Regions from separate parts of the Mus musculus genome. Here regions 1, 2, 3, 4 and 6 are each linked to region 5. A link is a contact called in public Hi-C, HiChIP or PLAC-seq and promoter capture Hi-C data. All regions are on one chromosome and are shown on one strand. Each heading gives the region's core, a stretch centred on a gene start, on an enhancer-like site or on the middle of the called end of the contact. The rest is flanking DNA. Distances are from core to core; before and after follow the strand shown. Region 1 holds the start of 1810008I18Rik (RIKEN cDNA 1810008I18 gene). Region 2 overlaps Mef2a (myocyte enhancer factor 2A). Region 3 overlaps Chsy1 (chondroitin sulfate synthase 1). Region 4 overlaps Lrrc28 (leucine rich repeat containing 28). Region 5 holds the start of Asb7 (ankyrin repeat and SOCS box-containing 7). Region 6 holds the start of Tm2d3 (TM2 domain containing 3).

What was found. Promoter capture Hi-C pulls out the DNA fragments that hold promoters and counts their contacts. A called contact is a pair of places that touch in the nucleus more often than the background predicts. HiChIP or PLAC-seq counts read pairs in DNA pulled down with a chosen protein or histone mark.
Region 1: a promoter capture Hi-C map of liver shows a contact between it and region 5, with 3 times the contacts expected there. The contact joins the promoter of 1810008I18Rik here to the promoter of Asb7 in region 5.
Region 2: an H3K4me3 HiChIP or PLAC-seq map of forebrain shows a contact between it and region 5, with 6 times the contacts expected there. The contact joins the enhancer-like site here to the promoter of Asb7 in region 5. A contact is called at or near these places in 4 of 39 promoter capture datasets (the 3T3-L1 cell line, cranial neural crest, hematopoietic stem and progenitor cells and 1 more) and 11 of 115 datasets of contacts at active chromatin or transcription factors (the 230-238 cell line, the NIH/3T3 cell line, bone marrow-derived macrophages and 8 more).
Region 3: a contact with region 5 is called in an H3K4me3 HiChIP or PLAC-seq map of stem cell-derived neural progenitor cells, with 16 read pairs. The contact joins the enhancer-like site here to the promoter of Asb7 in region 5. A contact is called at or near these places in 11 of 39 promoter capture datasets (the C10 cell line, the HPC-7 cell line, the SN4741 cell line and 7 more), 1 of 484 Hi-C or Micro-C datasets (CD4 T cells), 14 of 115 datasets of contacts at active chromatin or transcription factors (the 230-238 cell line, the SCID.adh cell line, bone marrow-derived macrophages and 11 more) and 3 of 9 other capture datasets (adipose tissue, liver and macrophages).
Region 4: a Hi-C map of cortical neurons shows a contact between it and region 5, with 5 times the contacts expected there. The contact joins the enhancer-like site here to the promoter of Asb7 in region 5. A contact is called at or near these places in 11 of 39 promoter capture datasets (the 3T3-L1 cell line, the HPC-7 cell line, the SN4741 cell line and 8 more), 3 of 15 datasets of contacts at CTCF or cohesin (the NIH/3T3 cell line, embryonic stem cells and large pre-B cells), 14 of 484 Hi-C or Micro-C datasets (the Ba/F3 cell line, DN3 thymocytes, bone marrow-derived macrophages and 8 more) and 18 of 115 datasets of contacts at active chromatin or transcription factors (the 230-238 cell line, T-cell acute lymphoblastic leukemia, bone marrow-derived macrophages and 13 more).
Region 6: a promoter capture Hi-C map of pre-B cells shows a contact between it and region 5, with 11 times the contacts expected there. The contact joins the promoter of Tm2d3 here to the promoter of Asb7 in region 5. A contact is called at or near these places in 8 of 39 promoter capture datasets (the C10 cell line, the HPC-7 cell line, cranial neural crest and 4 more), 1 of 15 datasets of contacts at CTCF or cohesin (large pre-B cells), 4 of 484 Hi-C or Micro-C datasets (B cells, CD4 T cells, muscle stem cells and 1 more), 3 of 115 datasets of contacts at active chromatin or transcription factors (astrocytes, bone marrow-derived macrophages and large pre-B cells) and 2 of 9 other capture datasets (embryonic stem cells and liver).

What each region holds. Positions count from the first base shown.
Region 1 is chr7:65,801,369-65,804,811 of GRCm38.p6, reverse strand. It overlaps 1810008I18Rik (RIKEN cDNA 1810008I18 gene), which reads right to left and starts at 1,775. Exons shown (of 3, transcript NR_167723.1): 1 at 1,663-1,775; 2 at 480-786. Gm51485 (a long non-coding RNA gene) reads left to right here and starts at 2,462. Exons shown (of 3, transcript XR_003946789.1): 1 at 2,462-2,657; 2 at 3,164-3,386.
Region 2 is chr7:67,241,710-67,245,554 of GRCm38.p6, reverse strand. The region is part of intron 8 of Mef2a (myocyte enhancer factor 2A); the gene reads left to right. Among named protein-coding and RNA genes, the nearest start is that of Lysmd4, 21 kb to the right of the region's middle. Within about 2 kb of position 1,479, at least 83 of the 459 cell types and tissues checked have an H3K27ac peak or open chromatin away from gene starts, as enhancers often do. A contact at or near this core is called in bone marrow-derived macrophages, forebrain and microglia, where this site is marked.
Region 3 is chr7:66,126,538-66,130,310 of GRCm38.p6, reverse strand. The region is part of intron 2 of Chsy1 (chondroitin sulfate synthase 1); the gene reads right to left. It also overlaps the pseudogene Gm18988. Among named protein-coding and RNA genes, the nearest start is that of Chsy1, 19 kb to the right of the region's middle. Within about 2 kb of position 1,465, at least 27 of the 459 cell types and tissues checked have an H3K27ac peak or open chromatin away from gene starts, as enhancers often do. A contact at or near this core is called in stem cell-derived neural progenitor cells, where this site is marked.
Region 4 is chr7:67,618,646-67,622,297 of GRCm38.p6, reverse strand. It overlaps Lrrc28 (leucine rich repeat containing 28), which reads left to right. Exons shown (of 10, transcript NM_175124.5): 4 at 3,187-3,224. Among named protein-coding and RNA genes, the nearest start is that of Lrrc28, 25 kb to the left of the region's middle. Within about 2 kb of position 2,212, at least 37 of the 459 cell types and tissues checked have an H3K27ac peak or open chromatin away from gene starts, as enhancers often do. A contact at or near this core is called in the Ba/F3 cell line, bone marrow-derived macrophages, cortical neurons and 3 more, where this site is marked.
Region 5 is chr7:66,687,379-66,691,032 of GRCm38.p6, reverse strand. Asb7 (ankyrin repeat and SOCS box-containing 7) reads left to right here and starts at 1,472. Exons shown (of 6, transcript NM_080443.2): 1 at 1,472-1,933; 2 at 2,113-2,210. Lins1 (lines homolog 1) reads right to left here and starts at 1,144. Exons shown (of 8, transcript NM_152815.2): 1 at 1,010-1,144.
Region 6 is chr7:65,691,381-65,694,844 of GRCm38.p6, reverse strand. It overlaps Tm2d3 (TM2 domain containing 3), which reads right to left and starts at 1,428. Exons shown (of 5, transcript NM_026795.3): 1 at 1,276-1,428. The coding sequence starts at 1,366. Gm33234 (a long non-coding RNA gene) reads left to right here and starts at 1,403. Exons shown (of 2, transcript XR_391545.3): 1 at 1,403-1,994. It overlaps Tarsl2 (threonyl-tRNA synthetase-like 2), which reads right to left. Exons shown (of 19, transcript NM_172310.2): 19 at 2,752-3,464.

The DNA of each region.
Region 1 (3,443 bases), core at 526-3,025, 890 kb after region 5:
GCCATGCATCTGGGGACTCACGACTTCCCATGAGACTCTAGTGCTACATCAGGCTCCTCCAACAGGAAGTGTCCCGAGGGTCCACCCTGGTGCCCTACCAGGAATTATAGTATTGGAATCACCCCTTTATTTTGTTTTTTAAGTACTAAAAGGTCTTTAAAATATTAAGGATGGAATTCATTCGATGCTAAGATCTGCATGGTAGTCTTTGGGGTAAGTGGAAGTGACTTTAAATTAGTTTATTCTTCAGGTGATCTCACTAGCTCTTCAGAAATGCAAGGTTGTCTTGGAGTCTCATAAATTAGAGCTAGACTTCTTTGACCCAAGCAGGAAAAAGGTCACCCTCGTCCTTCTACCCCCCCCCCCCCCCCCCGCTCCTTCCATGGAGTGGAAAGGAAAGGAGAGAAAGAACCTAGCTCTTAAGACAAGGCTTCAGTGGCACAGCCATCCCATGCCTTACCTGGGAAGGAGGAACTAACCTGCCTGGGTGCGGATCCCTAACGATGCAAAATCTAAGGCCCGAGGAAGTTTCCACAGCTGTGCCCAGGTAGAAGCAGACTATCCCGAAGCCTGTGGTTACCACAAATACTGGATGGAGACAGACCCAACTCAGCACAGCTCAGCTGCTCTTCTTGGCGCACCAAGGTGAGCCCCTCTGCCGCATCCTGGGGAGAGACTGCCAAGCTCAATAGCCACCTGCTTCCCAGGAGGTCACACATGAGCCTTGCAGGATACTCTGGGCCCCAGGATGTCCCAGGGTGTTTTGACTGGCGGTGAATGAGACAGCTGTTTACAGAGGGAGGGAGAAGAGAGGAAGGGAGAGAGGAAGGGGTGGGCATTTTACACAATTTAATAACCAGAGGAACAACAGCAGTTACAGAAAATTTAGCCAAAATGTCATTCAGGGACGGGAAAGAGCAATTACTTAAATATTTAAAACAGACACCCCAGGAGTGGCCATGGGGGCCGTTCTTTGTTAATATTTAACCGGAGCCGGGCAGCCACCGAGAATACAACTGTTTACAGGAGATATGAACTAACACCCACTATTTGCTGAAAGCTATGGGGAGACTGTAGCTCTTGAACAGCTGATGATGTTCCTAAATCCCAGCCGCTCCAGTAGGGCCCCCCCCACATCACCACCATGAGGCCACAGGGGTGGGGAGGCCACAGCTGTCCCCAGAGCCCTGTGAAAACTGTAAACAGGCAGGCAGGGGTCAGCTGTCTTGCTCCAGACTCACAGTTTTCAGGAAGCCCAGCCCTGCAGCTGGGCCTGGGAGGTGGCTGCTGGCAAGATCATCAGCCCTCACTCCTGCAGACCCTGGCCAGGCTATCCTGGCCTCATCCACCCTCCTGGGCAGACACCATGCATGAAGCCAGGTGCTGATGAGCAGAGGAACTGGATCCCAAACTGGCTTGCTATGTCCCTCAATTCACACCGGGGCCTCCTGGGACACCAGACTGGGCTGTCTATAATTAATAAGCTAGCCTGTTTGCAGGGTTGGTAGATAGATAGGCCCTTTGTTCATTACAGCATCTACCTCCATGAGCTTGGCTTTTACCTACAACTGCCTCAAGTCTCATGGCTACCCTGCTGCTATGACAACCACTTCCCAACTTACTTGGGCACATTAGTTAAAACCCCACACAGATCCAACTTACTCCTCGGCTGCACTCTACCAGAAAGCCCAGCTCAAGCCCAAGGGAAAAAAACGTCACCTTTGAGTTCGTAGGCTGTTTCCAAGGTGCCACAGTTGAGACCACGTGTGCCTTTCAGAAGCCTGTGCCCCGTTGCATCATCTAATATGTTTGTTACAAAGTTGCCCAACCCTAGACCCACAACCCTGGCCTCCTCCCCGCATGCCACTGCCAACTGGTAAAAACCACAGATGGCCCTGACCTATTGAGCCCTTCTAATTGTTTGCACACCTGGTCAAGAGAAGAGAAAGATGGAGCAGGGAGGCGCGCTCTGGAAAAGCTAGAGAAGAACTGGGGCCTGCACAACAATATCTGTTAAAATAAAATAAAATCTAGTATATAAGAGCTAAAGTTTGGGTAGATATTTAGTACGTGATTTCACACACACACACACACACACACACACACACACACACACACACACACACATTCATTCCTTCTCAGGACAGTTGGCACACGCTGTCTAGAGTACTAAAACCATAGTCATTAAACTTTTTCTGTTCACTGAGTAGCTCTGGATACTAGAAATCTGAAGGAACGTTGAAGAGATTATGACTAAGGAACATGAAATGATCGGCTAAGGTTCTAGTTTAGCTAAATGCTGGCCAATGGGATCTAGAGACATCCACGGCCACTGAGTCATCAATTAGTCATGTGAACTTTTTTTTTTTTTTATTTTGATTGTTGCTACGGTTTCAACACAACTTCCTCTACCTCCCAACTCAGGTTGGAATTTTGTCCCCATTGTGAAGTAAGTGTTAGAGGGCAGACACAGTGTAGCCAGCAGTGAGGCCTTCACTGGACTGAAGCATGCATGGCCCTTGCCTTTTGGGGGGAGATCCCTTGCTGCTTGGGACTCTGCCAGCAGAAAGCCACCACTCAATACAGTCTCTCGTCCTTGGGTCTTTGCGACAGTGAACTGAAGAAGTCCTCTTTTCTTTTGAACTCACCAAGGCAAGGTGTTGTGTTTTCTTAGTAGGCAAACGTTTCTAGCTTCAGAGTAGTACTGTAACATGGTGGGGGGGGGGGGGCGTCTCTTTCTTGAAGCCATTCAGTAGTCAGTTACAGACAGGCCACTTTGAATCCTCTTATCATGTTCCCTCCTGGATGGTAACCAGACTGCTTTGCAGTTAGGAGACCTGGTGGACATAGCCAGGGGTGTCCTTGCTTTGCTGTTTAAGGGTTGTATCCTTCCCTGGCTAAAAGCTTATTCAATCCTAGCAGGCATGCCCCTGCACAGTGCTTGGCTTGTCTGTCATGGCTTGCTCATTTAACACACAGCCTACCCTGGTGCTCCTTCTGCTGTCCCCTCTTCAGCACCCTGATGGGCTCAGTTGTCCTAGAATTGGACACATCAATCAAAATTCAGCAGCATGCCCAAGAGGGCAGCATGGGGGTGCTTGGTGTATTCAAGCGTTGGAGACGGCAAATCTGGAAGGGGTTTTTATCATGGTCTGAATTTCAGGCACGGAACACAAATGACCCTTTCCTTGAAGTGGCATGGTGGCAACTCATCTTCCTGAAGCAGTGGCCGTCCTCATGCTCGGATGAGTGACCAGACACACTCACAGGACCACTGTATCCCTGCCGTGCCCTTCGGAACTGATCAGAACAGAGGATGCAACTAAGCCCTGGCTGACAGGAGTTCTCCATTATCAAGTAGAATCAGGGGTTCAAATAGAAACCAGGTCTGGTTGTTGCTTAGCTGTTTTTCCCCATTGCTGTGATAAAATACCTGACCAAAC
Region 2 (3,845 bases), core at 230-2,729, 550 kb before region 5:
TCACAGAAAAAAAAGACAAAACCATGAACCCCATGGAAAATTAAAACTGTCATATAAGCTATTTATACCCTTATCTCTGTAAAGTTACACTGTATTTTACATACAGCAAGAGTTTGATATTATTTTGACATCTGTCTTGTAAATTGGAGATAACAAAATGATATGTTTAAGTGAGCAGCTGAACTATATTTGCCTACTTGTACGCTGAGTGCTTGTTTTGTTGAGTAAATGATCAGTTTATTCATTTGCAGAGAAACCAGTGAGGCTTAGGACACTTCACAAATTGGAAGAAACTTGACTTACTCAAGTGAAATAGGAAATATCAATGAGCAGACTGTTTCTAGCATAGAAGTATTTCATAACCACTTAAAAGGAGAAAACCTGTCTTATTCATTTTTACTGTTTTTAAAGTTTAACAGTTCCCTTCCAGTCTCTTCTTTGTCATATGCAAGGCTTTACCCCACTAAGATAGTTTTATTCATGGGAACACTGTTATTTGCAAATGGTAAACATATATTATTACTCAAAACTATAGCATTTATTAGTAAACACTTACTGTGTCTTATAATGTGTTGGCCACTGGGAAAATAAAACACACAGCAGTTTTCTAACAATAGAGTCTGGTAGTAGACAGGCATGTATACAAACTGTCTGGCCAGATGGGGTAGCTATGCAGGGATTAAATGTATATGTGCACAGTGTTAAACTTGGAAGTGTCTCAGAAGCAATGCTGTGTGTAGGAGAGACCCATGTAAGAGGAGGTGGGATTAAGGGACAGGATGGGGCTTTAAATCATTGGCTAGAGAATTTAAAAGAATTTTCCTTTATTTTGAAAAAGCAACTATAATGTAGAGGCAAGTACTATATGCATCGTTTGATATGTATAGAACCTCTGTAAAGTTGCAAACAGCTACTAGAATCCAAATGCCATGTTTTTCTAAAGAAAGATCTTGTTGCAAGTTCCAACAGTCTTAGTTAACTCTCTTATCCCTCTTATGTGCTGAGTACAGTCGGAGGAAGAGGAATTGGAGTTGGTGAGTGTGGTTTCCTGCTTGAACAGAGTTGAAAAATATATAAATAGTACTAATTATTTTAAATGTTCTTATTTAACCTTTGTTCCTTTGTTACAAAGATATTTTTCTATTTGTTTTCCACTATCCAAACATTTTTTAATCAAGAAATCCACCTACTGGCACTACTGATCCTAGTTATGTTTATGTTTATTGCTGTATATATTGGTCCCTTTTATTTGATGGGTAAAGGAGAAGACATATTGAAGTAACTTGTAAAAACAATAGCTATCCATGAACACAAGATACTTAAGCTTTTTTTGCTAAGGAAGTACACAAAATACCTTATGTGGCTTTCGAAATTATTAAAGTGTTTTTAGAAAATGACTTCACCCTCAGAGTCCCTGAGATCGTAACACAGAATCTTGTGTTATGTTTCTTTCTTTCAAAAAGATTACATCATTTTTGGTGAGGTCACCTTTTTCAGAGTTGATTATCTCATCCTGCATGAGGCAGTCGGAACCACAAGGGGGTTCCCTGTTTACAAAAAGAAGTGGCTGTGATTGAACACACACACATTTGCTTCTTACGAGGAATGTTTGAGTCTTTAAAAGCAGCTCTTACCTGTTTATCCAAAACATATTTTATGTTGTTTTTTTCCTGTGGAAAAAAAACTTGACTAAAAATAACTTACCTCTATGTTGGGAACTAAAACCCAAACTCAACAGATGTCATCATATGCATTCCAAGTCTAATTAGATGACTCCGATTTAAAGGGAATAAAAACTTGTGAGTGTTCCAGTGTTAGCATGGGCAGGGGTTAGGAGTGCATGTGAGCATGGGGTGTAAAGGCACCCACTATTTTCATTTCCTTATGATGACATGTTTATGCATGCTGGTGTGTTTTTAACAGTTTCTTTTCAAATAAGTTTCTTTGTTCTTTATCCTTAAAATAAGAGATGATCTTTTATTTGTTCTGTGCTTGCTCATTTTTGGATTGGTATATGAAATATACTCACTGATTAGCTATAAATGTGATGCTAGATTATACAATGAATATCTTTGGGGGGAAATTCTTGAGTTAAGGATGCCACTAATGGTTGCATTATGGTTCAAACTGAAATAATTCATCTTTTACTAGACCCTGCTCTTTACCCTTAAATTATTGTCCTAAATGCTTTAATTATCTATCACTGTGTTGCCCTCTAGTGGTTCTGAAAGTCACTTACTCACGGAACACACTGCTTGCAGGGATCTAGCTGGTGGGCAGACCAAGTATGGAGGGTCATTATTTCTACAGTCTTTGAAGTCATACCAAGAAGTTGCCATGAAGATGCAACTCTAAAAAGCCCAGAGTAGGGATAGCCTACACAGAACCATCTGAACACTATTTTTACCTAGTTTTATTTGAGACCAGATTAAGTCTCTCCCTCAAAAACTCATTGAAATTGTTGACTCAGTGCTGAGCCTGAACTGTTTCTCCACCTGTCATACCAATGTGTGACACTGTGTGACTTTGCCTTCCTTAAAATGACACTTAACTGCAGAATCTCAGAGATAGTTTCTGAGTGTGTTGAAATGTAGAAATCATGAAGATAAGAAAGATCGCTAAAAAGTGTAGTCAATCACACTCTTTACAACTTCATAAACACCCATGGAAGGAGTTACAGAGACAAAGTTTGGAGCTGAGACGGAAGGAAGGAAGGAGCATCCAGAGACTGCGACTGCCCCACCCGGGGCATCCATACCATAATCAGCCACCAAATGCAGACACTATTGCATATGCCAGCAAGATTTTGCTGACATGACCCTAATATAGCTGTCTCTTGTGAGGCTATGCCAGTGCCTGGCAAATACAGAAGTGGATGCTCACAGTCAGCTATTGGATGGAAAACAGGGCCCCCAATGGAGGATCTAGAGAAAGTACCCAAGGAGCTGAAGGGGTCTGCAGCCCTATAGGTGGAACAACAATATGAACTAACCAGTACACCCTGAGCTCGTGTCTCTAGCTGCATGTGTAGCAGAAAATGGCCTAGTCGGACATCATTGGGAAGAGAGGCCCCTTGGTCGTGCAAACTTTATATGCCTCAGTACAGGGTAATGCCAGGGCCAGGAAGTGGGAGTGGGTGGGTTGGAGGGCAGGGCAGGGGGTTGGGAGGGTATAGGGGACTTTTGGGATAGCATTTGAATTGTAAATGAAGAAAATATCTAATAAAAAATTGTTCTTTAAAAAAGTTTAAGCTAATTCAGCATCTAAAAATGAAATCAGTTCAGAATGCAGGGAAGAATCAGAAACGCAGTTCCCTGGAATTCAGGAAGTTACGCAAGGCATTCTGTGCCCTAAACATTTGTTGATGGCTCTGATCCAAAGTGAAGTGAAAGAAAGGAGCCAGCTCCTGCGCCTGTGTTGAGGACTTCCCTAGCAAGAGTGAGGCCACAGTGACTCTGTTCTAAGCCTTGCACTTCTAGAATAATTTTATCTCATTACAGATTTAGTGGGATGGCTGTGAATCAAAAGGAATATAAATATATTTGTCTGTTTAAGTCACCAATGACACCAATAATATAAAGTTTTAACTACAGAAAGTCTGGGGACAGTAAAAAATGCTGTCTTGGGTTCATTTCTAATATACCTCTTCAATTATCAGCAGGAGCACTGAAAACCAGACATGACAAACATGTCTGTCTTTCTTTTGTAACAAATTAAAGGGTTCAGAGAAGTAAAGTGATGTTCTCCAGGCTTAGAGGTGAATCAGTAATTAAGACTCCAGTCATACCAGTACATCATATGGTTTTCAGATGCCCTGTGAGAAGATGTGTAGGAAATACAAACTG
Region 3 (3,773 bases), core at 216-2,715, 560 kb after region 5:
GTTTAAAGGGGGGCAGCTGACTGGCACTGGTGGCACATGCCTTTAGTCATAGCACTTGGGAGATAGACCTCAGAGTCTCTGAGTTCAAGGCCAGCCTGGTATATACAGCTCCAGAACAGCTAGGGTTACATGAAAAACAAAAAAAAATCAAACAAACAAAAAAACCAAACACACACAAAATCACTTTTCCAATGCTTCAACACCATGTCTCACAAACCCTTGAGTAATTTGAGGTAACAGTTTTTACTCTACATGAAAGGCACCAGTTCTAACCAGAATTTAAGCTTCTGTGAAACTAAAATCATTTAAAAACATGTGCTTAAAGGCATTTATTAATAAGTCCCAGCAATAATCAAAAAATAAGCTTAGAAATAAATCTGAGTTTTGGCTTTGACAACTATTCCTCATGAGTCATTTTAATTACACAGCTATTACCTGAGGAATTATTTCTACTTCAAGGCAAGTTTTTAAAAAATTACTCCTCTGGCTAGGCTTATAATAGAGCAAAATAAATATCTTCCAAGACTCAAAGCTTAACATAATTATCTTACAGGAAGTTTAAGGATTAATCCTGCCTGACTGTAGAACATGGAATTTCTTAGCGATGGGGGATGGGTGCAGGTATCAGGCAGGCTGATCCAATGGTAAATGGCCCTTGTATGTATTTCTTAAAATACGAATGAAGAAGGGAAATTTTTCAAACAAGCAGAAAAATGCAGGATAAAATCTGTGTGACCCAAAGAAGGAACAATTTCTTAAAATACTAAGAAGTCACTAAGAGCTTTGACTGCTTGCTCTTCCAGATGACACAGGTTCAGTTCCTGCACCCAGATGGCAGCTCCTTTTCTAGGGGACCCAGCCCTCCTCTCTGGCCTCCATGGGCAATGGACATACACACTATGTCCACACACATTATGAACACACAGCCATAAATGAAGGTAAACACCCACTCACATTAATAAAAATAAATAAATAAAAAGCACAATCCATCAAAGAAAGGTTATGCTAGAGTTAGACTCACAACTGGTCAATTTTTAAAAATTCTATAATTCAGTGAAGGCAAAAAGGCAAAGCACACAGTCCAGAAGATACTGTGTTGAGAACAAAGCACTTGAACAAAACTCTTAAGACCAACATCTGAAACATGGGCCAAAACTACAAACAGGCAACTCACAGAAGGGAGGAACCTCTGGCACAAGCAAGGAAGGGCCAGCCAGGAAAATCTAGGAAAACCAGTGTCATCATAAGGCATTTAAAGAACTGCAAAGCAGTAGGGACATTCCTGCCTGCCTGCCCTACATTCCTGGGGAGAGCCGCCTGTGGCTGCTGTTAGGCTCCCGAGGCAGAGGGGAAAACACCACAGAGAGGTGCTTGTTTATCAAGTCATCTGAACCAATAAGAGTATTTACAAACGTCTGAGTGCCCACAATATCAGTCACAGGTATTCTGACCACATCAGATTACTTCCTGATGGGTAAGAAATCACCCCTCAGTCTCTCACGTCCTAGAGCTGTAGACCCCACTCTACACCTACAATTTGGCACTCTCCCTAAATCAAAGTTCTTGCTCTATCTACCTCAAGATACTGACTCTATTCAGTAGCACCTATAAGATATTGATGACTACATCAAGACACAATTATTTTTTTAATTCTCAAGAAAAGCCCTGAGCTGTGTGGGAATGGTAGTCAATGCCTGCATTCTGAGAGTTCCAGGCCAGCATACACCACAGAGTGAGACCCTGACCTCTACCCACACATAAAAGTGTTGGGCATGGTGGTTTACACATGTAACGCCTGCACTGTGGGGGCAGAAGGAGCAGCACTTTTAGGCCAGTCTTAGACAAAGCATTCCAACACATACAAAGCGTTACGTATTTTCACACAGAGAAGAATGTTATGGTCATAACATTTAATTAAGGATGGGGAAATGCAGAGACACTGCTGGCTGTAGTCTACTTAACACAGCATGAAATCCTCAAATGGCTTTTGTGCTGGTTTAAAGAACCATGGCTCCCCTATAGGCCAAGTTTGATTGCTTGGCTGCTAGTTAATGGAACTATTTGGGAAAGACTGGAAAATGTGGCCTTGTTGGAGGAGAAATGGCATTGGGGGTCAGCTATGAGGCTTCAAAAGCTCACGACAGGCCCAGTTTTTCTCTGTCTGCACATTGCCTGTGCAGGATGCTCTCAGCTGCTGCTCCAGAACCATGACTGTGTGCTCCCAGCCTTTTGTCCATGGATTCACCCTCTGAAACTGTCATCAAGAGCCCCATTAAATGCTTTCTTTATAAACTGCTTGGTCATGTTATCTCTTCACAAAAATAGAACAATAACTTAGACAGCTTTCTTCACTGCAAAATTTAATGAGAAAAGAGATCTCCCCTGGCATAGTGAACAACCACCAGATAATGGAGGCAGGCAGAGACAGCAAGGCTCATGGAGATTAAAAGACTCCCTCAGATCATACTTAGAATTTAAAATGTACCTTTGTTAACTTAAAATTTAAAAATTACATGAAGGGAATGAAGCAGGCTCGTGGACCACTAACACCAGAAATTAAGAGGTTTTTGGAACCCGGGCGGTCACGGATAGCCGCTCAGCAGCTGTCATCATGCCACAAAATGAATATATTGAATTGCACCGCAAACGATATGGATACTGTTTGGACTACCATGAGAAAGAAAGAAGGTTGGGAGGCCCATGAGTGTTCAAAGAAGACTGGCCTGAAGGCTGAACTCTATCATAAACACCATACTGAGAAAATACAAATGAAAAAGACTATTAAGATGCATAAAAAGAGAAACACCAAGCAGAAGGATGGTGAGAAGACCCCACAGGGAGCGTCCCTGCCTATCTGCTGGACAGAGAGGGGTAGTAGAGAGCAAAAGTCCTTTCCAACATGATTAAGCAGAAACGAAAAGAAAAGGTGGGAAAATGGGAGGTCCCTCTACCCAAAGTTCATGCCCAAGGAGAAACAGAAGTACTGGAAATTATTTGAACAGGAAAAAGAAAACAGAAGGCACGGAAAAGAATGCTTTGTTGGTGATGGTTTGACAAGAAAACCACCTAAATATGAAACGTTCATTAGGCCAATGGGTCTATGTTTCAAAAGAGCCCATGTCACACACCCTGAGCTGAAAGCTACCTTTTGCCTGCCTATTCTCAGTGTGAAAAAGAATCCATCATCCCCATTATATACAACACTGGGTGTGATCACCAAAGGCCCAGTTACTGAAGTGAACGTGAGCGAGTTGGGCCTTGTCACACAAGGAGGCAAGGTGATTTGGGGAAAGTATGTCCAAGTTACCAACCATCCTAAGAAGGATGGGGTTCATAACTGCAGCCTTGCTGGTTTAACAGTGACGTCATACAGGTCATTCCACTCACTACCTCACTACCGAAGACTGTCAAGAAAACATGACCGCTGGGAGCTCTCTGAACTACCGAGCAGACTTACCCCATGTGCAGTCATCAAGTAGTTATTAGATTGTAAAAGGAAAATAAAACACTGACCAATTTAAAAACAAATTGCATGAAGACCCACTCCTGTACACTTAAAACTGCTGTTTCCCTAAAAATTTAAGCAGAAAAAACAAAGTAATTGTAAGATATTTAAAAGCAAGCTGTAGTTCAGGGCAGGCAAGCAAGGGCAAGAGCATGTTTCTTCCTTTAAGACAGAGCCAAGGGCTCACGCAGGAGGGCAAGCTCTTGCTTTGGGCAAAGGGCCTAGCAGTTCCTCTGCTCTTCACAACCACAAATAGCTGACTAAACTA
Region 4 (3,652 bases), core at 963-3,462, 930 kb before region 5:
GTTTGCCTGGTTGTTGTTTGTTTGTTTTGTTTTGCCCTGTTTCTCTTATGCATGTGCGTTTTATTGAATTCAGCAAAGGGTTATGGGATCTTTTAAGTTACTGGAGCTGTTTTTCGGGGGTGGGGAGTCGGGGAGTAGTTCCATTGTTTCCTGAAGCCATTCCCCTTGGCTGCTAACTGCTTCAGTCCTGATAGAGGCCCCATAACCTAGGAATTCTCTTCCTATTCCATAGTTCAGAATCTCCCTACTTGCCTTGCTAGTTCTTTTTTTTTTTTTTTTTGGAAATATAGTCTTTGTCACCTGTTGTCACTGTCTGAAAATAGTTGTTTCATAGATCCCATCTGGCTTTCCCTTGTTTATAGCAGGCAGGTCAGTCTGGTCCCTGTTACTCATTATGTCTAGAAGTGGAAGTCCTGTTCCTTCAATTAAGAAGAGAGCTTTTTACTGTAGTGTATGTTTCATGGTTACAGGGAAGTTGTAAAGATAGCACAGGCTGTTCTGGTATACCCCTCACCCCGTTTCCCCTGGGTTAACATGAGTTCCATGGGACATTTGTCAACACTAAAACATTGATGTTAACATAGTGAATAACACTTTGTTTCAGTTGATTATAAAATAACACAAAAAGACCAAGTCATTTGCCAAAGTGACTGTACCCTTAAGTGGTATGTGTACTAGTATGAATTTGATTTCTGGCCGTATTTCAGCAAAATATGAAAACTAGCTCCATACATCCGTCCTCTAGTCCCCCAGACACGGGCCATCATGCTCTTTTGTGACTGTATGTGACTATGAAGGTTCAATAAAGGCAGTGGGGTGCTCTGGGGGACCTGTCACCCAGTTACTAAGAAAGGGCTTGCTGCCTGTTCCACGTGGACTCTCAGTTTGTTGTCTCCTAAAATGATTTGTGGAATTGGGATTGCATTGTACTTAGTGCACAAATGAGTGATCTTTTGGAGACCCTGATAGTTCCAATGTGTAGTTAGGATCAGGAACACTCTAGTGGTATATAGCATCTTTATTTTAATATAGACACATTAGTGTATTAAAATGTGTTGTTAAGTTTCAGTCATAATAATGGGTACTCTTTTTTTTTTGTGATTTTTATGTGATGGCATCTGTTCATATTTACATACTGTAGTGAGTGTACCTGCACATTGATTTACAGTTTTTTGGCACAAATGACCTTGAACAAGAATGTTTCCAAAGGAGCTGGGCATGGTGGCATACGCCTTTAATCCCAGCACTCGGGAGGCAGAGGCAGGCGGATTTCTGAGCTCGAGGCCAGCCTGGTCTACAAAGTGAGTTCCAGGACAGCCAGGGCTATACAGAGAAACCCTGTCTCGAAAAACCAAAAAAAAAGAATGTTTCCAAAGTATTGAGTTCAAAATGTGTAATCAATTCATATACACAGAGTGAAGAATGAGTTTTAGAGTGCACACTTGGTTAAATTGTGTCACATAGTTATCAAGTGAAGGCTTACTTCCTGGCAAACACAGAAGCCAGTCCTATGACTGCAGCTTTTGCCAAAAGAAAAGGCTTTGTTGCTTGATTGACTGTCAAGAAGAGCAGACACTCTAGGCTCAGGTCTCTCCTCTGTCAGCCAGTGGTGATGGAACATGGAAGGAAGGAGAGGGAATGCTTGGTGGCCAAGTGGCATGGCAGGGGTGCTTGTTTCTCCTCAGCTTTCCTTGTCTTCTCCTGAGGATGTGATCTTGTCAGACAGCCTGGTCGCTTCTCTTCATAGTATCTTTTGAAAAGCTGGTTTCAAACCTTAGAGTCATTAGTGAAAAGCCCTTAGGTATTTCCTGGAAGAAAAAAATCTCACATCTGAGTGTGTCTGGTCTTAGCTGATTTCAGAACCCACAGGTTAACATTCTGTACAGCACTGGTTTAATTCGGCATAAAAAAAGCCTTCACAATTTTTCTGCTTTTATAATTCTGTTCTTACTGACATTTTAGCACTCACTAAAGATAGTCAAAACATGAAAGAAAATTTCTAAGTTATATTTTAAAATACTTTGGGGATTTATTTTTTTACCTACAATAAATTGGCTGGTTTGAAATCAAGTGTTCTAAAATCGAGTTGTCCTACCTCACAAGAAAATCAGTTTTATTACTGATTTTATTTTTACTGTACGATCTCTGGCAGTCATGGCATGTAGCTCTGAATATATATAGTTTCAGATGGTACCTGGAGTCCCCACCAGAGTGTGCCAAAGATGCTTCAGTGGGAAAGTGTTGATGACTTAGACAAGCCTGGACTTGTAGGTCTTTTTAAAGAAGACTTCTGCTGCTGAGAAGTCAGATTTCTGTGTCTTGGCATCTGAGTATTTCTGCGGAGACGTTAGTGAACATCTAATCTCTATTCTTGGGTTACAGTAAGCATGCCAACTAGAGACATCTTTAAGAGTTTTCTGTTTGTTTTGTTTTAAAGATTATTTTGTTTGGGTATTTTCCCTGCAAGTATGTACGTGCCATATGCACACCTAGGGCCTGTGTAGTGAAGAAAAGGGTGCTTGTTTTCTGGAATTGGAATTATAGACGGTTAGGAGGCACCAAGTGGGTGCTGGGACCCTGTAAGAACAAGTGCTCTCTCTTAATGGCTAGCTGAGCCAGTTAGAATTGTCTTCAGTCCACTTTTACTGTTTAGAAACTAAAACTGATCTTTCCTTTTACACAATAGGTATTGATTTTTCTTTACACAGTAAATATATTTCTGAAAACCTAAATAATTTAATGAACTAGATGTACTAGTAATTTTAAAAAAGATTTATTTATTTACTATATATAGTGTGTTCTGCCTACATGTATGCTTGCACACCAAAAGAGGGCCTTACATCTAACTGAAGGTGGTTATAAAATATCACATGGTGTTGCTGAGAATTGAACGGGAATCTGGAGTAACCTCTGAGCCGTCTCTCCAGCCTATGGAACTAGAAATTTTTTAATGAGGTTAAATACCTTATGATTTTTTTATATTAATGATTTTAAAATGACTAAATCAGAAGATATATTTAATATTTGTTATTTAGCATATTACTCTCAAAGCATTAGCTGTTGTTATGTCTGTGTGTTTTGGAAGTTTTGCTTATATTTGATAAGTTTTCAAACAGAGCTTGTATTAGCTGGTTATCTGACAAAATACTGAATAATGACAGCAACTTTCCCCTCCTTTTGTCACAGGTACCTTCACTCAAATAACATAGTTGTGGTTCCAGAAGGTAAGCATACTTATAATTCTTAGTTTGAAAACAGTGTCATTTATATTTTGCTTTATAAAAATTTGATGAGCCCCGGACCCTGTCTTTCTATCTCTAGCTCCTTAAACCTATTTTGGTTGGTAAGTTAGGGAATTTTAATTTAAAGGACTTTCAATTTATTTGCTTTAAAATGTAAGTCCAGCTAAGACAGATTAAATGGAGACATCTAATAAGACAATAAATGGCCAGGAAAATTACTAGACAAACTGCTGTTGGGAAATAGTAAACTAAGTACTTGGTGCAATTAACTAAGAATTTAGTTACATATAAAATAATAGATTCTTTAAAATTCTTATGGGGGGGTGTTGTGGGGAGGGAGTGTGTGGGAAGAGGGTAGCAGAGGACCACTTTGTAACTTGTTCCTCAGATGTCTTTTTTTTGAGGGAAAT
Region 5 (3,654 bases), core at 223-2,722:
AAAAAAAAAAAAAAAAAAAGAAGTTACTCCTGTGGAAGACATCAAAGGAATACTTTTTCTACGAGTATCAGCCTAGAAAAAAAAAGACCCAGAGGCAAATCGAACACTGACTCCCACCTGCAACAAAATATCGCAATAGGTTACATCATCCCCAGGAATCCAATTCCCATAACAGCTTTCTCTATTATGTGATCAATGCAAAACATAGAAACGGGAATCATTCTGGCATGACCTATACATTCCTGCAAAATCTGCAGTCTGCCCACACCCCCTAATCTCATTTCCATCTTTCTTCCCCTTACTCAGTCACAGTTCCCCTAAACTTATTAAAGTACCAAAGGCTTTGCACTTCAGATTAACTGCTTGTAAAGGCCTTCCCTCAGATCTTTGTTGGCTAGTTTTTTTTGTCATTCACAGAGCATAAATGTCATTCTCTGGGAGACCTGGCTCACAATCTAAGAGTCTAGCGCATCCTAGTCAAACTGTATTCCATTACTTTGTGGGTTTTTTTTTTTCCCTAATCATTCTGCAGTTTCATCTTCTCTTGTTAAGATAAAAGAAAAAAAAAGAAAGAAAAGAAAGAAAGGAAAGAAAAGTTCACAAAGTCTCCCCAACAACTAGAGTAGTGTCAACCCAGTAGACACTTGCTAAAAGAATCAATGCATTTAAACAATGTATCAATGTGCCCACTCTGCGCCCCCCTCCCCCGGCTCTTTTCATTCACAAGAAACCACTAGGGTCGCTATCCTCGCAGGCAAGCCCTTGAACCAGCCTCGCGATCCCAAAGAGCGTGCTCTCTCGCAGGCTGGGCGAGGCAGCCTGGAAGCTAACCGGGTCTCAGAGACCGACAGATGCACCAAACATCGCCACTCGCTTCCAAGAAGCACCGCAGAGCGACGACGAGTAGGGGCCCTCATCGCCTGCTCTCGGCCCTGTCGCCTCCCCCGTCGCTCAGCCTGCCACGCACGTGTCGCTCCAGCCACCCAGCTCAACCTGGGCTCCTGCTTACCTGGCTGCCATCCCGCCGGGCCACGCAGCCATCGCCCGGCCACTCGTGCCCACAGCTGCCTACTCCAGGCCACCGTACTCCACGGAAGGCCTTGCCGGCCCCTCCCTCAGCAGGCGTAGAAGCCCCATTCGTAGTACAGTGTCTCTTAGCAACCGCTTAGAGTCTCCAGGCTGGGGGTGGAGCCTGGAGAACCGCTGCGGGGAAGCGGAGGGGACGAAGGGAGAGCGACCAATCGGAGACAAGTCCCAGCCTCTATTAGCCCGCCTCCTCTAACTGTCGCGAATCCGCGGGCAGCTTTACGACAGCCAGGGGGTGGGGGCATCTGTGTGAGGAGAAGGAAGCAACCAACCAACCAAGTCGCCCCCACCCCCTACCCCAACCCCCACCCACCGCGGATCTGGTTTACGGCTTGGAGCGCAGGCTCCAGTGCGGCAGCTGATTGGCTGTCGAAGGCTTGGTCCCATCCCAGTGACCCCAAAGTGCTGGAAGGAGGGGGCGGGGGTGGCCCAGTGCAAAGTGCATCCCGAAAGCCCCCTGTCGGGACACCCTGCTGCTGACACTTCGGACCTGGTATGACTTAGGGTCTCTCTGTCCCCAGACCTCTTGAGTCCCTCGGTAGCTGAAAGCCTCCGGCCCGGCGCGCGGCAGACCCTTGGTCTGAGCCCCTGGACCGGGACTGCCCCCCCCCCCCCCCACCCAGCCGGCACTTCCTCCCAGCGCCCCTTCCCGGAGGCTGCTCCGAGGCCAAGACCGCCACCCCCAGCCTGATCGACTATCTGGATGCTCTCTGGGTTGGGGCCGTGAAGCACCCAGGAGGATCAGGAACACGGTGTCCGGCCCTGCCTGGGGTGTTTCTTCAATGGAGAAGTTGGTGAATGTGCAGGAGGCTGAAAGGAGAGAGAGGAGCTGCAACTGAGGACACAGGTAAAGTCAGTTTCTTCCTCCCTTGAGGGGAGGGGGCTGGCTGGGTGGGGGTTGGGGGAGAAGCCCTGCTCTAGCCTGCCTGCCCTTGCCACCCTCCAGCCTTTGCTAAGCTCCCCCATCCTCAGAGCCCTCTCCTCGCCCCTGGATCACTGCACCACTGATCGGTTTCTGTTTTCCAGGTTTGAGCTTGCTGGAGGACACTCGCGAGTAGAAGGGGTCTGGCCACCCACCAGAGGAGCAATAAACAGAGTGCTTTGGACCAGCATCCTCTTGAAAGGTAAAGAGGCAGACCTCCCTTCCCCCATTGTTTACTCCTGGCCCCTACCTCATTAAGTAACGCTTTATTTCCAGGGTGGTTGCCTGGGAATGCAAGCTTTCTTAGATCCTAGTTTCCTAGCAAAACCAGAAGCACTGCCCATGCCTGGTCCTTAACACCCCAGTAACTTCTCTAGCCCAGAAACGTCTTCTGGGACCTGATCAGAGCGTTTCCGTGTTTTGCATTATCTTTTGGTATACTGTGTCATGTACTCTGCTCGGAGGCTTGGAGACCTTTTTGTAGTTCCCCGCCTTACATACTCTCATAGGAATTCTTCAATTCCATGTTAATTGCTTGTTAATTCTGAATGATTCTGCTTTTAATTAAACCACAGTTTACTGTTTTGCCCATGTACATTTTTTTCTCTCTATGCCTCCATCAGGAAAGCTTCAGAGTTACCTAACTGATAATGACTTAGTAGCAGAAGGTGAACAGGAGGACTGAAACTTACAGGTTTTGAAGAAAATAATTGGATTTGGTTTTCCTGGAACAAGTGAATGTGTGTAGCTTAAGAATGGGAACAGTATAGGAACTGTATAAAAGCACTATTAGCCCCGGAAACAAAGTATATAGTTTACTATGGGTGTTCTTGTGTGTTTGTGTGAGAAAAGTGGATGGACACCAGGAGTTGTTATGAAGTGATACATAGTATTTGTTACATCTCTGGTGTTCTAGGTGAACTTATAAAAATTTACAATGTATCTCCTTGACAATAGTGGCACAGTCAGGAATTTTGAAACAAAGTATTGTTTTGGTATGTTTAGCTATCTGCTGCTTGGTTTTGGCAGTGGTCATTCTTGTTTTCTCATTTTAAAACCCTTACAGAGAATTTACTAGATTGAAATATAAGCACCTAGGTCATGTGCTCAGATTTCTGCTGCCTCCGAAAATGCCCAAAAGGTAAGTTTAGAACATTAATATAAAGAGAGAATGTATACAAATAAACCATAGGGAGAGATTATACAAGGACAACCTAGAGACTGCCTAATGAATAACTATAATATTTGTTATCACGTATAAAAAGTGACTCATTTATTTTAATATCTCAACTGTTTTTTGAAATTTTCAGTACAAAGAAGTATTCAAAATGGTAGGCTTTTATTCCTTTAGATTTTCTGTCTTGTCTGCCAGTGTGTGTGTGTGCTTGCACACACAAACACAAATAATATGTTTTGATTCTACTGATCTTTAAGACATAAAGATAATTTTAAGGGGCTCTGGTGGCTTGCACATTTTTAAGACTTGAAACTACACGCCAAAGAAAGTATGTCCTGAATAAAATTTTAAAATACTATATATCAGCTCTCTTTTCTCACTGTAATTGCTATATTTTCCTCCTCCTCCTCCTCCTCCTCCTCTTCCTCCTCTTCCTCCTCCTCCTCCTTTTCTTCTTCTTTTTAATTTC
Region 6 (3,464 bases), core at 179-2,678, 1.0 Mb after region 5:
GGCAGAGTCTATGCAAAATACCAGAGGACATGTTGGACAGAACTGGAACCAGAACACACAGCTCTCCAAATCCAATCCAATGTCCTTTCCAGCAAAAGTTACTGATGGAAAAATGAAGCCCGGACACGCCCCCTTCGGCGCGCCCCCACCACAAAAATGACAACACCCTCAGCCCTCCAATTCTAGAAAATACTGGTGTTAGTATATACGTCGAAATAAAAATCTGTGAAATGCCTCTGCCAGTTTCAAGTCCAATCCCTGAAATAATAGGACTCCAAACAGATGAACCTAAAGAGCTAGCGGACAGTTAGCAAAACAGGAATACTTGGAAGTGACATGAAGTGGCTAACGCTATAAATACCATTTCCCACTATTGTTCCTATCTCCATGTGGCCCGAGGTTGGAAGGTTCAAATCACAAGGCTGAAAAGGCCTTAAATCAAGATAACTACAGTGGCTGCAAAGGTGAGGAAACAAAGATCCCTCAAAGCCCGATCTCACCCGGATTATCCTCCAGGTATCTATCCAACCTTCTTAACCCAGCACATCATATAACATTAGGGAAGCATTGTAGAGTTCGGTGTTTGGTTGGTTGGTTTTTAACTCAAGGGAAAACAGTACTGGCTAAAGAACTGGAAGAGAGTGGAAAATAAAAAATAAACAGAAACGAAGAGTCCTGTAAGGCTGGATGAAGAGGTAAGTCATAGATTTCAAAAAGACCAAAACTGTCTACTGAAAGCGGCTGTCTGCCCTTAATTTACATATCTAAACAACACCACATCTAACAGCCAAAACCAAAAGGCGACTTCTTATACTAAAGAAACCTGTATCGAAAACAAAGGGGGGCGGGCAACTACTCCTTATAAATATGCACATTTACTAGAATAGAAAACGTCTAGTACCTGCTGCCCTGGGAACTACAGAGAATGTACGTGTTGGGCCCGGATCCTTTATTGCCTGAGCCAGCGGCTGCGAATGCTCTAAATTTAAGGATCCTACAATTAGAAAGGCATGTTATCATGGGATAGGATACCCTTGGTTTGTGTGCTTAACAGGTAGGGGCTGCACTGGGCATCTACGGCTCAAGAAACGGAAATGACGGGGTCGACTGGGGTTCTGGGCTACCGACTCAGGGAACACCGGTTTTCGGGGCGGGCTGGAGCGCAGTGCTGCGGCCTCGGGCTGCGGCGCCCAGGCGTCGGTCGCCGGCCTCCTGCGGCTCCGGGGACCCCCTTGCCACCAGCTCACCCGGTGCGGCCCCCAGCCTTGAACTCACCATCTCCCGACAGAATGTAGCACTGGGACAGGAAAAGCAGCACGCGGGACAGGTGGCGGACAGACCGCAGCGGCTCGGCCGCAGCCTCCATTTTTGTCGCTGCGCGTGCGCACTTCCGGGCCAGGAGGCGGGGCTGTGGTGGGGGCGCGCCGAAGGGGGCGTGTCCGGGCGCGGCCCGCAGGCGCACTGCTGCGGGGCGCCGCCGGCGGGTGTCATTGCTTCCCAGCTCGGAGGTTGGGTGGTCTCCTTGTCGCCGTGCTCTGAGTGCTGTTGGCCAAGGGAAATGAATGAAACTGGGGACCCGCAGCAGCAGGAAGTAGCTCGGACCAGAATAGCCCCTCACTGCCTTTGAAGAGATGCCCTTCTCTTTCCATTGGGAGTCTGGGAAACGGTTGTGATGCGATGTGGTTAGCCCATTTTAGTTCCGCTGACCCATGAAGCCAGGGAAGCAGCTCCAAGAGTCCCATGCACCAGGACCCAGGGCTCCTGCCTTAGGTTTTACCACAGCCTGTTGGGGGACACGCGGAGTTTAGAGTTCCTCTGAGACTGGAAAAACAGGTTAGGTCTCAGGGCCTGGGACAAGAGCCAAGTGTGTGGAATTTTCACGTAGGAGCAGAGTCCAACCCCAAACTGGCCAGGAGAGCAACCTCGAGGAGGGGGAGCTGCTCTCTGCAACCTACGTTGTTTCTATGGCATATACTTCAGGAAGCATGCTGTTGGTATGTCTCTCTCTGTTGACTTGCACTTTGGGGTCCCCAAATTCCCACTTGCACATCTGATAAGTGAAAAAGTACATGAAATGGTGTTCGGCGCACAACAATCCTGCAGTAAATGTTAGCTTTAAAAATGGTTACAATTCGCACCCTACACCCTCACACTGGTTTCATCTATGATGCTTCACTCTTCATGTTCAGGAGAATCAATAATATATCAAAGACTGATGCTTCTCTGCATCTAATTTGAATTCTGCTGCACCTAGTGAAATAAATCTGTAACTAATTTCTCTTTGGCATAACGGTATTTTAATTAAGTGCCAAGACAATAAGGTTGAAATCGGAACTACAGGGTCTGGAGAGCTGAGTCGGCAGTTAGGAGCACTGGCTGCTCTTCCAGAGGACCTAGATTTGATTCCCTGCACCCACCTGCGGCTCACAATCACCCAGAACTACAGTTCCAGGAATCTGGCACCCTCTTCTGACCTCTATAAGCACAAGACACTCTTGCAGTGCCCAGACAACAGACAAAATACCCATGCACACAAAATAAAAATAATTTAAATATATCAGAAATGCAGTCCAGAGGCACAGACAGGCAAATCTCAGTGAGTTCTAGGCCAGCCAGAACTACATCGTGAAACCCAGTCTTGATTTAAAAAAAAAAAAATCAGAAATATACTCGATTCAACATACAAGTGAAACACCCCAGGAAAGCAGTGGTTCAACTCCAGGCAAGCGTCCAACAATGGAACATACCGAGGCTCTAGAAACACCATGTGATGCATTTTATTTAGGACTTTAGTGTTTCTAAAGATAAATATAATGAATTATGATTAGAAGCATTAAAACTGTAACTCTTAACTCACAATGCAAATAACAGATTGTACAAAATCTCTTTGAGGTTTCATAGTCCTTTGCCACTAACAGGATATTAGTACTTCTCTTATGATTGCACACTAAATGAAATAGCAATTCCAGCTTTGGGCATGAGTTTCAGTGTGAACTTTAGTAAAGCAGCCATAAAAATACCTGAGATGTGTGTATTAGAAAATAAGACATCTCCCCTCCATGTTACAAAAGGGCCATGGGCTTTTATTGAAAGCCTATTCCTGTCATTGTTGGGTGAGAGGTGGTGGCTGCTGGGGATGGAGCTCAGGCCTCATACATGCAACGCGGATGCTCTGGTCACGAAGCTACAGCCCCCAGGCTGGAAGCACATCTTTTGAGAAAGAAACAAAGCATGATTTCTGATAATTCTCGCTAGTGTTCCCCTCTTTGAATGGACACCATTTTATCACTGAGGTCTCTGGAGTCTTGATAGCTTGCAAATTTCTCCAGCTTCTCCTATTTAGTCTCAGAACACAACAAATTAAAATTTTGTTTATATCAAATAATCACTTTTCCTTCTTAGGTTGAACTCATTAGAGCCCTACAAGTGGCCCTAGGGTTCTTAGAAGTACTAATATCTTAAGT